Regions from separate parts of the Mus musculus genome. Here regions 2 and 3 are each linked to region 1. A link is a contact called in public HiCAR-type and promoter capture Hi-C data. All regions are on one chromosome and are shown on one strand. Each heading gives the region's core, a stretch centred on a gene start, on an enhancer-like site or on the middle of the called end of the contact. The rest is flanking DNA. Distances are from core to core; before and after follow the strand shown. Region 1 holds the start of Tmem38b (transmembrane protein 38B). Region 2 holds the start of Abca1 (ATP-binding cassette, sub-family A (ABC1), member 1). Region 3 overlaps Abca1 (ATP-binding cassette, sub-family A (ABC1), member 1).

Evidence for each region. Promoter capture Hi-C pulls out the DNA fragments that hold promoters and counts their contacts. HiCAR-type assays count read pairs that join an accessible place to other places.
Region 2: a contact with region 1 is called in a HiCAR-type map of astrocytes, with 3 times the contacts expected there. The contact joins the promoter of Abca1 here to the promoter of Tmem38b in region 1.
Region 3: a contact with region 1 is called in a promoter capture Hi-C map of liver, with 2.6 times the contacts expected there. The contact joins the enhancer-like site here to the promoter of Tmem38b in region 1. A contact is called at or near these places in 6 of 39 promoter capture datasets (hematopoietic stem and progenitor cells, hippocampal neurons, liver and 2 more) and 1 of 9 other capture datasets (embryonic stem cells).

What each region holds. Positions count from the first base shown.
Region 1 is chr4:53,823,987-53,827,778 of GRCm38.p6, reverse strand. It overlaps Tmem38b (transmembrane protein 38B), which reads right to left and starts at 1,734. Exons shown (of 6, transcript NM_028053.2): 1 at 1,559-1,734. The coding sequence starts at 1,670.
Region 2 is chr4:53,157,769-53,162,094 of GRCm38.p6, reverse strand. Abca1 (ATP-binding cassette, sub-family A (ABC1), member 1) reads left to right here and starts at 2,200. Exons shown (of 50, transcript NM_013454.3): 1 at 2,200-2,419.
Region 3 is chr4:53,131,437-53,135,772 of GRCm38.p6, reverse strand. It overlaps Abca1 (ATP-binding cassette, sub-family A (ABC1), member 1), which reads left to right. Exons shown (of 50, transcript NM_013454.3): 3 at 2,758-2,851. Among named protein-coding and RNA genes, the nearest start is that of Abca1, 26 kb to the left of the region's middle. Within about 2 kb of position 1,577, at least 14 of the 459 cell types and tissues checked have an H3K27ac peak or open chromatin away from gene starts, as enhancers often do. A contact at or near this core is called in liver, where this site is marked.

The DNA of each region.
Region 1 (3,792 bases), core at 485-2,984:
ACATTAATAACCATGAAAAATGCAAATGAAAATGGTTCTCTATGAAAATGGCAAGATGGTGAGGACTGAAAATAATTACTACTCTTAAAGTTACTAGGTCCTCTAACACACTCCCTGGATGCTGGCGCAGGCATTCTCCTCTGAATACTATCATTTCCTAGTACTGGGAGAAAAACATGTTTCCCTCCTTGGTAATTAGCATTCAATTATCCAAGTGATTCTCAAATTTTAGACCCATACTGACCCCTAAAATTTAAAGAGGGCATGAATGGGATGCCAGAATTTAGGGGAAGAGACTACAGAGGGATAAAGTGCTTTGGAATATAAAATACTTTATATTTTTATCATATAACTTTGTGATAAAAAAATAGCGAATATATTTATGTAGATCATACCTTTAAAAATATTTTTAAAATTTCTTGGCCTGGGGCTCTACTCAGTGGGTGGGTACTTCAGTAGCTTCTATCTCCAGTAACAAGGAAGGACCTAGAGTTGGTGTTTATATTTAGCATTTGGAAACGTTAACAGTTTTTAAAGCAGTTACATATGGATTTTAAAATAATGCATTAAATGTAAATAATGTGTTCTTTACTAAAATAACTATTCTCAAAATCAAAAAAGTATTTCGTGAGAAAAGGCACATTGCTATCTAATTAGGCAAATCTCCTTAATGTCTAGCCTCAAACAGAAATGCTTGGACTCATCAGCTGTTTCATTATCTCTTACAACACTGTTAAGTCACACGGCCATTGGGAAACTTCGCTGTACACTCATAAAGGCAAGAACGGATAAATAACCTCTGAAGATACATTATGAAAATAATGAACTTTACAGTGTGTGACAGGGAAGAACCTGGGAAGTGAGCCACACTTTGAAAACGTCTGATTTAGTCAATACAAGATACTATCGGATTCTAGATATGGAGCAGTAACGAAACTGTAGTTCTCTTTAATCAGAGAAACAGTCTCCCACGAGGATGACCTGTTCCTCCACGAGTTAGACACAGAAAACTCTCAAAAACGTATGAGGCAAGGATTTAAAGAATTAGTGGTCCAGAAAAGGTAAGACAACCCTTAAACTTTCACCCTTCACCTCCCGGACAAGGAAGGCAGAGAAATGCCTGAACTCAAAGACAGACTCAGAAAAATAATGGGAAAATGGGGAACTTTAAAAGGAAACCCACTACATTCAATGTCAAAGACAGGAGTACAAACACTGCTTTTTGGTCACATGGTTCATGGAACTCAACGTTGTGAAAATCCCATCCCATCCCACATGTTTCACAGAGGGCTGAACTACATGCCAAGCGACTGTTACCCGGACCGTGCCTCCAGTGGCTGACTGAGAAACCGCAAAGCCACCCCCTCTCCTGGTTCAACACGCTAGCAAGGTGCTAGGTCCCACCTGAGACGTCCCGCTCAGGGGTCTACATGACCTTCCTCAGCCTACGTCTGAGTCCCGTGCTCGGTACTGAGGGGTGGGCCGCAGGGCATCCCGGCGTCCCTGCCTCCCGCAGTGAGGACGCGGAACCGGGAGCGCGTCGGGCCCCTTCACTCACCTGGCCGCTGCTTCAGCGCCATCACCGACACCAGGTAGTGGGCGATATCAAAAAAGGGAAACATGGACGTGCGGGAAAAGGCCAGAGTCAGATCATCCCACGGGTACTCCATGACGACTACCGACGCCGCCGGCCCCAGCAGCCGCGGCAGCCGGTTCCCCTCCGGCGGAGGGGGTGGGGGAGGGGACGGCCGCGCCAGCTTCAGCCCTGCGCGTGCGCCCTGGAGCCTAGGGGGGCGGGGTCCGGAACGGGGGCGGGGCCGGAGCCGGAACGAGGGGCGGGGCCCTGGCCCTGGTTCTCCTAAAAAAGGTATGACATTTTCTCAGTGTTGCAGTCAGTGCCAGCTGACCCAAGGGGCAACGGGCAACGCTCAAAGTCAGATTCTATGTAAACGGATGCCATTCCTCTTTTTCTGAACAGCCACGATGTAACTCATTTATTACTTAGTGAAGATATGAAAGATAATAAAACGGTAATGTTTTATCCATATCCCCATGAAACTTGAATTTTCCCAGAGGGAAAAAAAAATTTTAAGGACTCACGGAATTTCACAAAGCATAAAAAGTATGGATGCCACGCCAAAGCAGATGGTTAGAGAAGACCATTGCAGGGAAATGCACACGGTATTAAAAGCAAGTCTGTAAATATTAGAAGTTATTTTGGCTAGACTACAACCTGAAAAATGAAGTTGTAAAAGAAATAAAAGTCTTTCGCAGTGAAACCAGGTGGTTTAAGCTCTTGATCAGTCGCTACATTGTCCTCAGTCTTGTTTATCAAAAGCATGTGCTGAATTGGTAGTTGGGGTGAAGAAGATGGGCAGGTCTCTGAAGTTGCAATCCAGCACCAAAGATTCATGAGAAGAGACTAGGGAAATCAGAAATGCATTCACTAATCCAAGACAAAAGGTAGTAGTAGTAGATGCAGGTCTTAAGGACAAAGCCACAGATAGAGAAAGACTGCCAAGCAGACTAAAGTGGATACAAACACCACCTGTAATGACAGCAAAAGGAGCCAGGTTTTGAAAAACAAGAAAAGGAGCTATCTGCTGAAATTGGTTGCAAAAAGAACTAAAAGTAAAGGGAAAAAGTGAGACTGGATTTTAAGAAAAAAAAGGTAAATTTGGCACATTTTTATTTGACATGTCAACAGATCATGTTGTTACTTGGCATGGGTACACACAAGCTATTGAGGGAGCAGGTAGGTGACTGTTATATTGCTGCAAAGGGCAATCGCCTTTTCCTCCTGAGGTTAGCCTCGGTATTAACTCACTTAGCAAATGTTATTTACACCCGTGCTTTGTACCGAGCATTTTACTGGCTGCCAGAGGCACCACTGTCCTAAACACCAGGTTTCAAATGTAAGAAAGTGGTAGCAACATTCTTCATTTCATAACTTGTCAAGAAACAATAGCCTTGATTAAATACTTTTTGATCTGCTTTTCTAAGCAAACACTTTTTACAGGGAAACATTTCTTTTTAGCTTCTGGCACACTTTGTTTATTATAAATATAATAAAATAAACAGTCAAGGCTTTATTAGCTCTGCTCAGAGATATTGCAGGCTCCCTGACATTTGACTCACCACATGAGTGCAAAACGAAGTGTGCTCACATCTGCCTACTGCCTAAAGACAATATTTATAAGATCTAAAAGAAATGAACTAGGAAGATCACACACACAGAAAAGCTCTATCCATATTTTGTATGTGCTTATCATATTTGCTTCTGGCCACTACATAAACTACCTGGTCTAATGGAATGCTGTGTAGTTGAGGAAAACCGGAGTGAACCGAGGGAAGACTTAGAAGAGGAAAGAAGAAAGGAGGGATTTGGGACAGTTCATCTTGGACTATTCAGCCTTTTCCTGATGTCTGAAAGTGATTTACAAAAGTTGCTGATAAAATAAATCTAAGGTATACACCTTAGAAAACAAAACTGGGCTAATCAGATTATCAGCTAAGGAGCTGTGACCCAAGCTCTTTAATGCATTTTGTTGTTGTTGTTGTTTGTTGTTGTTTAGAAGCACGTGAAACTAGTATTTTTCTAAACCAAGTTCCTCAACAGTAGAACCATTGGCATTTGAACTGAACAAATCTTTTTGGACTACCCTAGGTATTGTAGGATATTCAATAGTATCCCTTGTGCATGCACACATGCACACACACACACACACACACACACACACCAGTTGTAATGATCAAAAATATCTCGTTATTTCGAAATGTTCCCAGGGTGGG
Region 2 (4,326 bases), core at 951-3,450, 670 kb after region 1:
ACTCAAAGGATGGAGAAATTCCTGCTTTGAAATTTCTTTCTTTCTTAAGTGTGATATCATCTAAGTTCTAACTGTTGAAATCCAGTAGTTGTGTCATGAGGTGCTGTCCTGATGGCAGGTCATGTCACTTGGTGTCAACAGGTGTAACCTGGATGAAGCATTTGGCCTCTGTAGGTGTCGAAGGGTAGAGATTTACAACATGCATACACATACTGCCAACACTGCAGTGTATTTGTGCATTTATTGCAGTGAGAGTTGAATAGGGGCAGATTCCTAACCCTACAGGGCTTCCTAGTTAAACACTGCAAGTTGGATTTCAGGGTCATTGCCTTCATATAGTGAGGATTCCAGGATGCTCTGCCCGGGGCTTCTTTCTTCCCACCCTTTCTTCTTTCTCTGCCTCCTAACTACCTGATTTGGGTAGCACTTACATGTCACCTACGCTCTTTTAGAGAAACCCAAGAAGTTAGCTTTTATTTTTAGGGTAAAAAAGAGAGAGATTTATTTATGTACATGAGTGTTTTACTTATGTGCACATGTGTGCACCACGTACACACCTGGTGCTTATGGAGGCCAGAAGACTGTGTCAGCTCTCCTGTAACTGGAGTTACAGATGGTTGTAAAGCAGCAAGTGGATGCTGGGAACAGAATTTAGTAGGAGTACTCTTGGGAACCAAATTCTTCAAAGTACAAAAAGAATGTGTGTGTGTGTGTGTGTGTGTGTGTGTATTTTAGGTGCTAGGAGATATGGGGGAAATGAGGGAAGCTGCATAAAGACTTAATCTCCTAAAATCATGCAAAGAACGATCCTTTCCCCTTAGGCGTTTTCCTTTGTACACAGATGGTCACACATATTATTTTAAATTCTTTGCCAGTGCTGGACTTTTAAAAGTCTGGCATAGGAAATGGTTTATAGGGTATGGATGTCACTAGAGATTGGCACTGATGTTCAGTCAGTAGGATTCTGGTGTTGGCACTCTTCTTCCGAGGACTTCAAAAGTTCCAACGAAATTCATTTTCAGAAAACTCTGAGGCAGAGAGAACGTTCTCTCTTGAGAGACAGGAAGCAAGGGCCAAGGATGTAGCTCTCAGCTGGCTGAATGCTTGCCTGCTATGCAAGAGGCTGGGTTCCATCTCTCCGCACTGTACAAATGTGGGTGTGGTACTCTGTTCCTGTAATTTTAGGCCTTGGGAGGCAAGAGGATTAGGAATTCAAGGTTATTGAGTTTATGAGCAGACTACATGAGACTCTGTCTCAATTAAAACAAATAAAATAGAGGCAGAAAAACTTTATCTAACTTTGGTCGTTTGACATCATCAAAACCCACTCTTGTGACCACAGCTGCCCCTTGTGGCTTATAGGTACCTATTACTAGTGGAGTGTGTGTGTGTGTGTGTGTGTGTGTGTGTAGAAGGTGCAGACTAGGTCCCTGGAAGGTGTGTGTGTGTGTGTGTGTGTGTGTGTGTGTGTGTGTGTGTGTGTGTAGAAGGTGCAGACTAGGTCCCTGGAAGGTAGAGATCTTCTCTTCAAAATCAATGTAAAGGTTTGAGGCAGACACCAAAATAGGCTGATATTCACTGTCCATTCCACATCCCTTCCCCCAATCTAGGACTTTTAAAGGAAGAAAAGGAAGAGACCGAAAATGGTTGGCATCTGGGGGTGGGGTGGGGTGGGGAGTTTTCCTTCCCAAGTTGGGGGCTGAGCAAACTAACAAAAGGAGAGGGGGGAGAGTGGGAGTAAGGGAGAGCGGGAGGGAGAGAGGAAGAGGGCATACACACACAAACAAAACAAACAAAACTCAAAAAGCAACACCCACAAAACCCCAAACAATTGCAGAAAGAGGAGTTTAGAGAACGAGCTTTTCCCCTTTCCTCCTCTGCCGGGAATGTGGAGTCCCTGGCTCAGCGCAAGTCCGGAGTTTCCCGTTTCCCGAAGGCTAGCAGGTCAGGGCCAGGGCTACAGAAAGCGGGCCCCACAAAGCTCTCACCATGCGCCCCCAGTGCCCGCTGCGGCGGCGCACTGTCGCCGGTTTAAGGGGCGGGCCATGTCTCCACGTGCTTTCTGCTGAGTGACTGAACTACATAAACAGAGGCCGGGAAGGGGGCGGGGGAAAGAGGGAGAGAACAGCGTTTGACCGGTAGTAACCCCGGCGCTCGGCACAGCCGAATCTATAAAAGGAACTAGTCGCGGCAAAAACCAGTAATTCCGAGGGCGAGCGAGCGGGCCGGGACCGGCAGAGCCCACTTCTCTCCGCGGCGCAGCGCAAAGCTGGGCAGGGGGCGCCGCGGGACCCGCGCAACCACAGCCGGCTTGGGGAGCTGCTCTGCTCCCTGTTTCCCCCCACTTTTTTCTTCCCCTTTCTGGAAGGGTTTGTGCAGGGGTAGGGAAAACAGACTCAAACAGCAAAGTGGAAAACAGGTAAGAGGTTCTTCAGTGACTTGGGCATTTTGTTTCGGGGCCAAGGAAGCGTTGGGAAGCTCTCCGTTTTGGGGACACTGGGGGGACTCGAACTCCCATGTACCTTACTTCTGGGGATGCAAATAGTACAGGGGAGGCATAAACAGGGAAAGAATGTTCTGGGACGGGCCCTGTCGACCCTGGGACTCAGAACTGCCGCACTCGGGTCTCCCGGAATCGGAGACCAGCGAGAGCATCTCCGGCGTCGGAGACTCGCCTCTTGGGCGCAGTGTGAGCCAAGGTTCCCGGACGTCCTCGGGGTACAGCCAGTGGGGTAGGGAGAAGGGAATCCTCTACAAAGGGTCTCCTTTTGTCTGGCGCGGGGTAGGCCGTCGCCCACAAGTGTCACATCTGAGTCCTCACTCCATTATTTAACTGGTTTGTGTTGGCCTCTGACTTGGAGGTTCTCTTCCCGGGACTGGGACTGCATGTCCTTGTTTCCAAAGAACTCTAGTAGGAAGTGTCCTAAACGGGGTCTTTTATGTTACTGCTGCTTGAGTTCTCTGGGCTTTGTTCGACTCCGGGGTCCTGCCCACAGGCTTCCTGCGCTCTGGAGGGCTGCAGTCCCTGGCGCAAAGTGGGAGACCACTTTTGTTCCTTCTAAAGACAGAAAACTTAAGAGAGTCTGCAGAAACCCGAAACTGGGGTGCCCAATCCACCCTCATCTTACTGCTTTTTGCTAGTCTTCCCTTGGGGAGACTTCGGGCTGAGCACCGATTGGGAAGCTGGGGCTAGGTTGTGCAGCCGAATGACCGCAAGTAACCCCATCGGGCAGCACAGAACTCGCAGCTCGGGTGCTGGGCCGGGCTCCGCCGCCAGGGGGTGGGGGCTGGGCGGCCTGCGGGTGGCCCCTGGAGACTGGCCCGCAGCGCCTCCTGGCCGGGTAGCCTAGGTATGGCCTGGTGCGGAGTGAGAGTCTCTAGTCCTTTTGCTTCACTGTGAATCTGGTCAAAACTGGTGTTTCCAAACTGGGAGGAAACCCGAGGCCAAGAAAGCCAGTCTATGTTTTCATGTTGTTGTTTTTTTCTTTTTTGTTTTTGTTTTTTGTTTGTTTGTTTGTTTCCTGACTCCCAGACCGTTGCTCAATGAGGTTCTTGGGGATGTTGGCTGATGACAACCTTGTGGATAGGTGCCTGTTTTGGTTTCTGCACTTACCTCTGGAAAAGAGAGAAATACTTATTAAACTGTTTGCTTTTTTTTTTTTTTTTGACTTTGTGTGTTTGTTTGGGAAAACTAAGTGTCACTAGAAATAATTAGTTTGCCCCATTTGCTGCAATGGTATCACCATTCCAAAACAAAACAAGAATTTACTTCGACATCCTTCCAAGGAAGTGGGCAGAATAAATGTACAATAAAGGACAGATAAACAAAAGGAACACTTCTGGCTTAAGATGTAGGCCCCCGGTAGAGTCTACCTTGTACAAGACCTTGGGTTCTAGCACCACCAACCACAGAAGCAAAGCAAAACAAAACAGCACAAACCTTCCTTGAAGAGAATTGGTACACCACTTTCTTTCTGTGGCTCAGCCCTCACCTCCCACAGCACACACCTGACACATGCCTGCAGGCTCGAAAGCACACCCTTACCTCTTAGTCATAATTCGGAACCCTGACCCAAGTATTGATACTCTACAAGACATAAATGCCAATTAAAAAGGAGTTGTTTATCATCACCACTTTTCTTTCAGCCCATTTTTAATATTCTAATGCACACATAAGGACAACGTATTGCTGTTCCCATTGTTGAAAAACACTTCCCCCACATCAAAGGAGGTATAGACAAGCATAGAGAATATTTGAGTGGATAGTATATCAATATATAAATAATAAAGATAAATTACAGTTTCTATTGTAAGCATGTCTTTTCC
Region 3 (4,336 bases), core at 328-2,827, 690 kb after region 1:
AGCCCCAGTTTCCTCGTATGTAAAGTGAGTATTACAGTAATGATCCTAATTTGGATGTCTGACTATAAAAAACATCTATGAAGTGTGTGTGTGTGTGTGTGTGTGTGTTGTGGTGTGAGTTGACTATCATGACTGTCACTGTTGGTTTACTTCATATCTCTTTTCCTGATCTGGTTACAAATTCTGCCTTCACCTCCTGAGTGGTCTAAGGTTTCTTCTGGTGCTTTGCTGCCAGAGCTGTGGGTACCATCCGACTGTTCTTTCAGTGGATGAACCTATTCTGACCACATGCTGCTTTGTGGTGCTAAGTGTGGGGCTACAGAGGTGTCCTGAACACAAGGCTTGCTTTACTGGGTCGGATATGTGATGAGGTAGAAGGCATGTGTCTCTAGCATAGCACTGTGAGAGGCAGCCTGGTGGGTACTGCACAGATTTAGACATTAAGATTGGGGTTCCAATGGCTCATAATTTTTCTGGTCCTCCAATCATCATTTATAAAAATAGTACTATTGCAGCCTTTGTGAGCGAACTGTTGGGAACAAGAGGCACACAAATCACTAAGTGTCTATAGATGTTCAGTATTCGCTATAACGGCTACCTGTCTGCAGGGTGTTAGTTTATCTTGTGTCTGTGGAACCTGTAGACATTTTTAGTCCATGCTGCGTAGGGAGATTTTATTTGTTTCCTACCGGAGATGCTTGTCTTTGTCAAATAGAATTTCATGTGACCTCTGGAATCAAGTACAGCTGGCTGCCGGTCTTGGCTCTGCTCTGACTAGTGCTGTGGCTGGCCGTTCCTTAAGCAGTAGACTTTTCAGTATAAAATGGGAAGAATAATGGTTCCATGCCCACAATGATGTTCTGAGGATTAATGGAAGTCAACTGTGTAAAATGAGCCCAGTACATATGGAGCTCTCCCTAAATGGTAGCTCCGATTTATCCTGTTAGTTGAAATAGTGGCTTCGGAGTGTCAAGATGAATGACTTCCTGTATATTCTCTGTTCAGTTTTATACTTTTCAGGCTTCATTATTCTGTAATTCATCACAGCCATGTCATTATAGAAAGCTTTATTTCTATGTTTGCTTAGCAATGTGTGCGAGTGGTTTTATAAAGATGCAGGCTTAGAATGTATTGGGTTCTGTGTCCTGTGTTCTTGGATAGTGAAAGCTGGGTTTCATAAATGTTGCTGTAATAACCAAGTAATCTATTATTGCCCATTAGATGTATGCTTATGTAACCATTTTTCCTTTGTTGTGTGATTGAGTTATTTGTTTACAACACTTTACAGTTATAGCACTTCAAATCATGTATACGGCTTTTGGGGATTGAGTTGTTTTCTTATTTAGTTTGCTCCTTCGGATGAATTCTCAGGAGGATGACAGTTGTTCAAAGGGGTAAATGTGCCTTTTGAATGCATATTGCCAAACTTCTTTCCCAGAGGGGTCAGCCGATTTTTGTTTCTGTCTTTCTGATTTTGAAAGCTTCAGTTCACTCTCTTACCCAATATATGCTTACCGTGTCATGCTTAGCCCTTAACCATGTTGCGGATTTGCTGAGAACACAGTAACAGAAGGGAGAGCCTCATATGTAAACACAGCTCTTGTGCCACAGGCTGATAAAGGCACAGCATACCTGGATCTCAGAGGAAGGGCTCCAGCCTTACTGGTAGAGAAGTTATTTTCAGTGTTCAGGAAATCCAGGCTGTGTTCTCTGGTAGAAAGTCATCCCCGACTCCTGCCCCTGAGCAGTTTACAGAGGTGTAAGGGACAATAAAAATTGTATGGTGTCATGGTTTGCAATCCGTGCCCATCACCCTCTCCCAAAGGAGTAGTAAATCTATTTTCTATGAAGGAAAAGAGAAGAGGCTGAGTGTTGTTTGCAAACGTAGAGGTTTTGTTCCTTCTTTGGGATTATTTACAGACATCTTTAGTAAGATTCGTCTTTTCTTCCCTGGTCCTTGCCATTTTCTCTTTTAATGTGCTCTTTGTATAAACTACTCTTTATAGTTTGTGGTAGTAGGGGTTCACGAACCGAAGGAAGTATAAAAACTTCATGTTTTTGTTCTGGAACATGCATAGCTACTATCTTGTTTCAGTTCCTCCCTGAAGATCCCAAAATGAGCTTGATGTAAAGTCATACCAAAGTTCTTAGAAAATTCAAAGTTCCTTATTTAAACTAGGAAAAACAAACATGGTTAAAAAAACAAACAAAAAACAAAACAAAACAAAACAAAAAGCCCAAATGCCCCTAATACTCTAAAGTACCAGTTACCCAGAGAGAGTTTACTTCTGATCTCGTCATAGAAGGGGGAATACCAAGAGACCATGACAGATCGCAATTAATAAGACTGTACTCTACAATGAAATGTGTCCCTGTTGAGATAGATGTTAATTAAGAGTGCTATGTGGGAGCCAGTGACTGAAGCAGATCATCTCGGGCTTGGGGGAGATGTGAGAGAGGAACTGTTTAGGTTTGTGGGAATGTGAGCACAGGAGGACTTCCTAGCTCAGGCAGAAAGAAGCATGGCTGAGTCTTGAAACCTGGGTAGAAGGGAGCCTTAAAGACACAGGTGTGGAATGGGATGTTACAGGATACCACCCACAATTCAATGCACTTCAAGTTTGGAGAGTGAAGGGAGTCAGAAGTGCCAGAAGTCAGTCAATTGCTGAATTGCTCTGTGGGTTTCTCAGTCCAGTAGTAGCTGGCTACCATGTTATCATTTAAAATTCACGATCTTGTGTTTTATTTTCTGTTCAGTGTCAGCTGTTACTGGAAGTGGCCTGGCCTCTCTTTATCTTCCTGATCCTGATCTCTGTACGCCTGAGCTACCCACCCTACGAACAACATGAGTGTGAGTATCTGTGGACCACGCCTGAGTCTCAGTGATGGCTAGCAAAATCCAGAGTGAAGATGCTCTCAACTGAATCTTTACAAAGTTGCTGTCTTCAGGAGAATGCCACAAATAGCTTGAACAGAAAATCTGGCCTTTACTATTTTTTTGGTTAGGGCATGAACTTGAGATATTTGTAGTCCCAGTTAAATAATGATGATAGTAATGATAATAATCTTAACGGTTTTTTAATCATGATAATAAAATAGCCTTAGAGTCAGAAAGTGACGGCTACAAATCACCCTACAGTAGTGTTTCAAATGCCAGTGTCCAGTTCCCTGGTGTTGTCCTTTTGCTTGCATTGTCTTTTAATCTCATGGTTAAAAATCATGGACCATGTATTGGAACCCATACTTTCTAAATCAAGTATGCATATATGTCTGTGTGGGGGTATATGCACATGAGTAGGTGCCTGAGAAGACCAGAGGTGTTAGAACCCCTGGAGATGGAGTTACAGGTAATTGTGAGCTATCTGATATGAGTTCTGGGAACCCACCTCAGGTCCTCTGCAAGAGTACTTTGTGGGCTTAACCACTGAGCTACCTTCTCAGCTTTTAGAGCATATGCAGCCTTTGTGTACAACATCTCAGTTTGACTCCTGTAACATTTCATTTTGTTCTCAACAATCTTGTATAGTAGACTTTGCTATCCTTTGCTCTGATTTCCTGGTAGCTAAATTGGGGCTCACACACCTATAATGACTTGCCCAAATTTACATTTCTAGTAGAGGTGGAATACAGTTCAGGCTGCTTGTCTCGCTCACTCATGTGATTTGAAGGCAGTCTTGACAGTGAGCGCTGAGATACAGTAGTGGCTAGAAACTGACACATAGTGTGTCACCATGAGCAAGTGATTTTAGCTTCTCTATAAAAGAGAGCAGCAAAACCTAATTTGCACTGTTGCTGTCGGAATGACCATTTTACGGTCTGGCTGTGCTCGGTGGATGGCTGGAGCAACAGTTTAGAAAGGCCCAAAGAATTAGCATTTGTGTAGGAGTTTTTGTTGGGACCAAAGCTTTCTGTCCCACACACTTGTCTTACCACTCACCAGCTCCAACAGGCCCCTTGACTTAGAAGATTGTGTTCTTTCAAGACAGCCCTGAGGCCACAGTCACCTTTTGATTGCGTTTTTTGGTCACCTTCCCCTTTCTTACATAGCATGTAACGGCAGGCATTGACATACCAGTTTGCTAATAGGCATCCTATATATTCAGGTCACACACCCAGATGCCTCAGATACATTCCCTTGGACATGGCTTTCTGATTTCGTCAGAACAGCGGAGCAGAAAGCTAAGGTGAAGCCTGCAGATATATGTATGCCTCTACGCTGGGAACAAAGGACTAGTATGAAATTCTTCTCTGTAAATCTTTGTAGTTCAGGTCAGAGTCCTCAAGGTCCTCATGAGTCCTCTGACTTTTTGATGTCCATTGCATTATTTGACTGGGG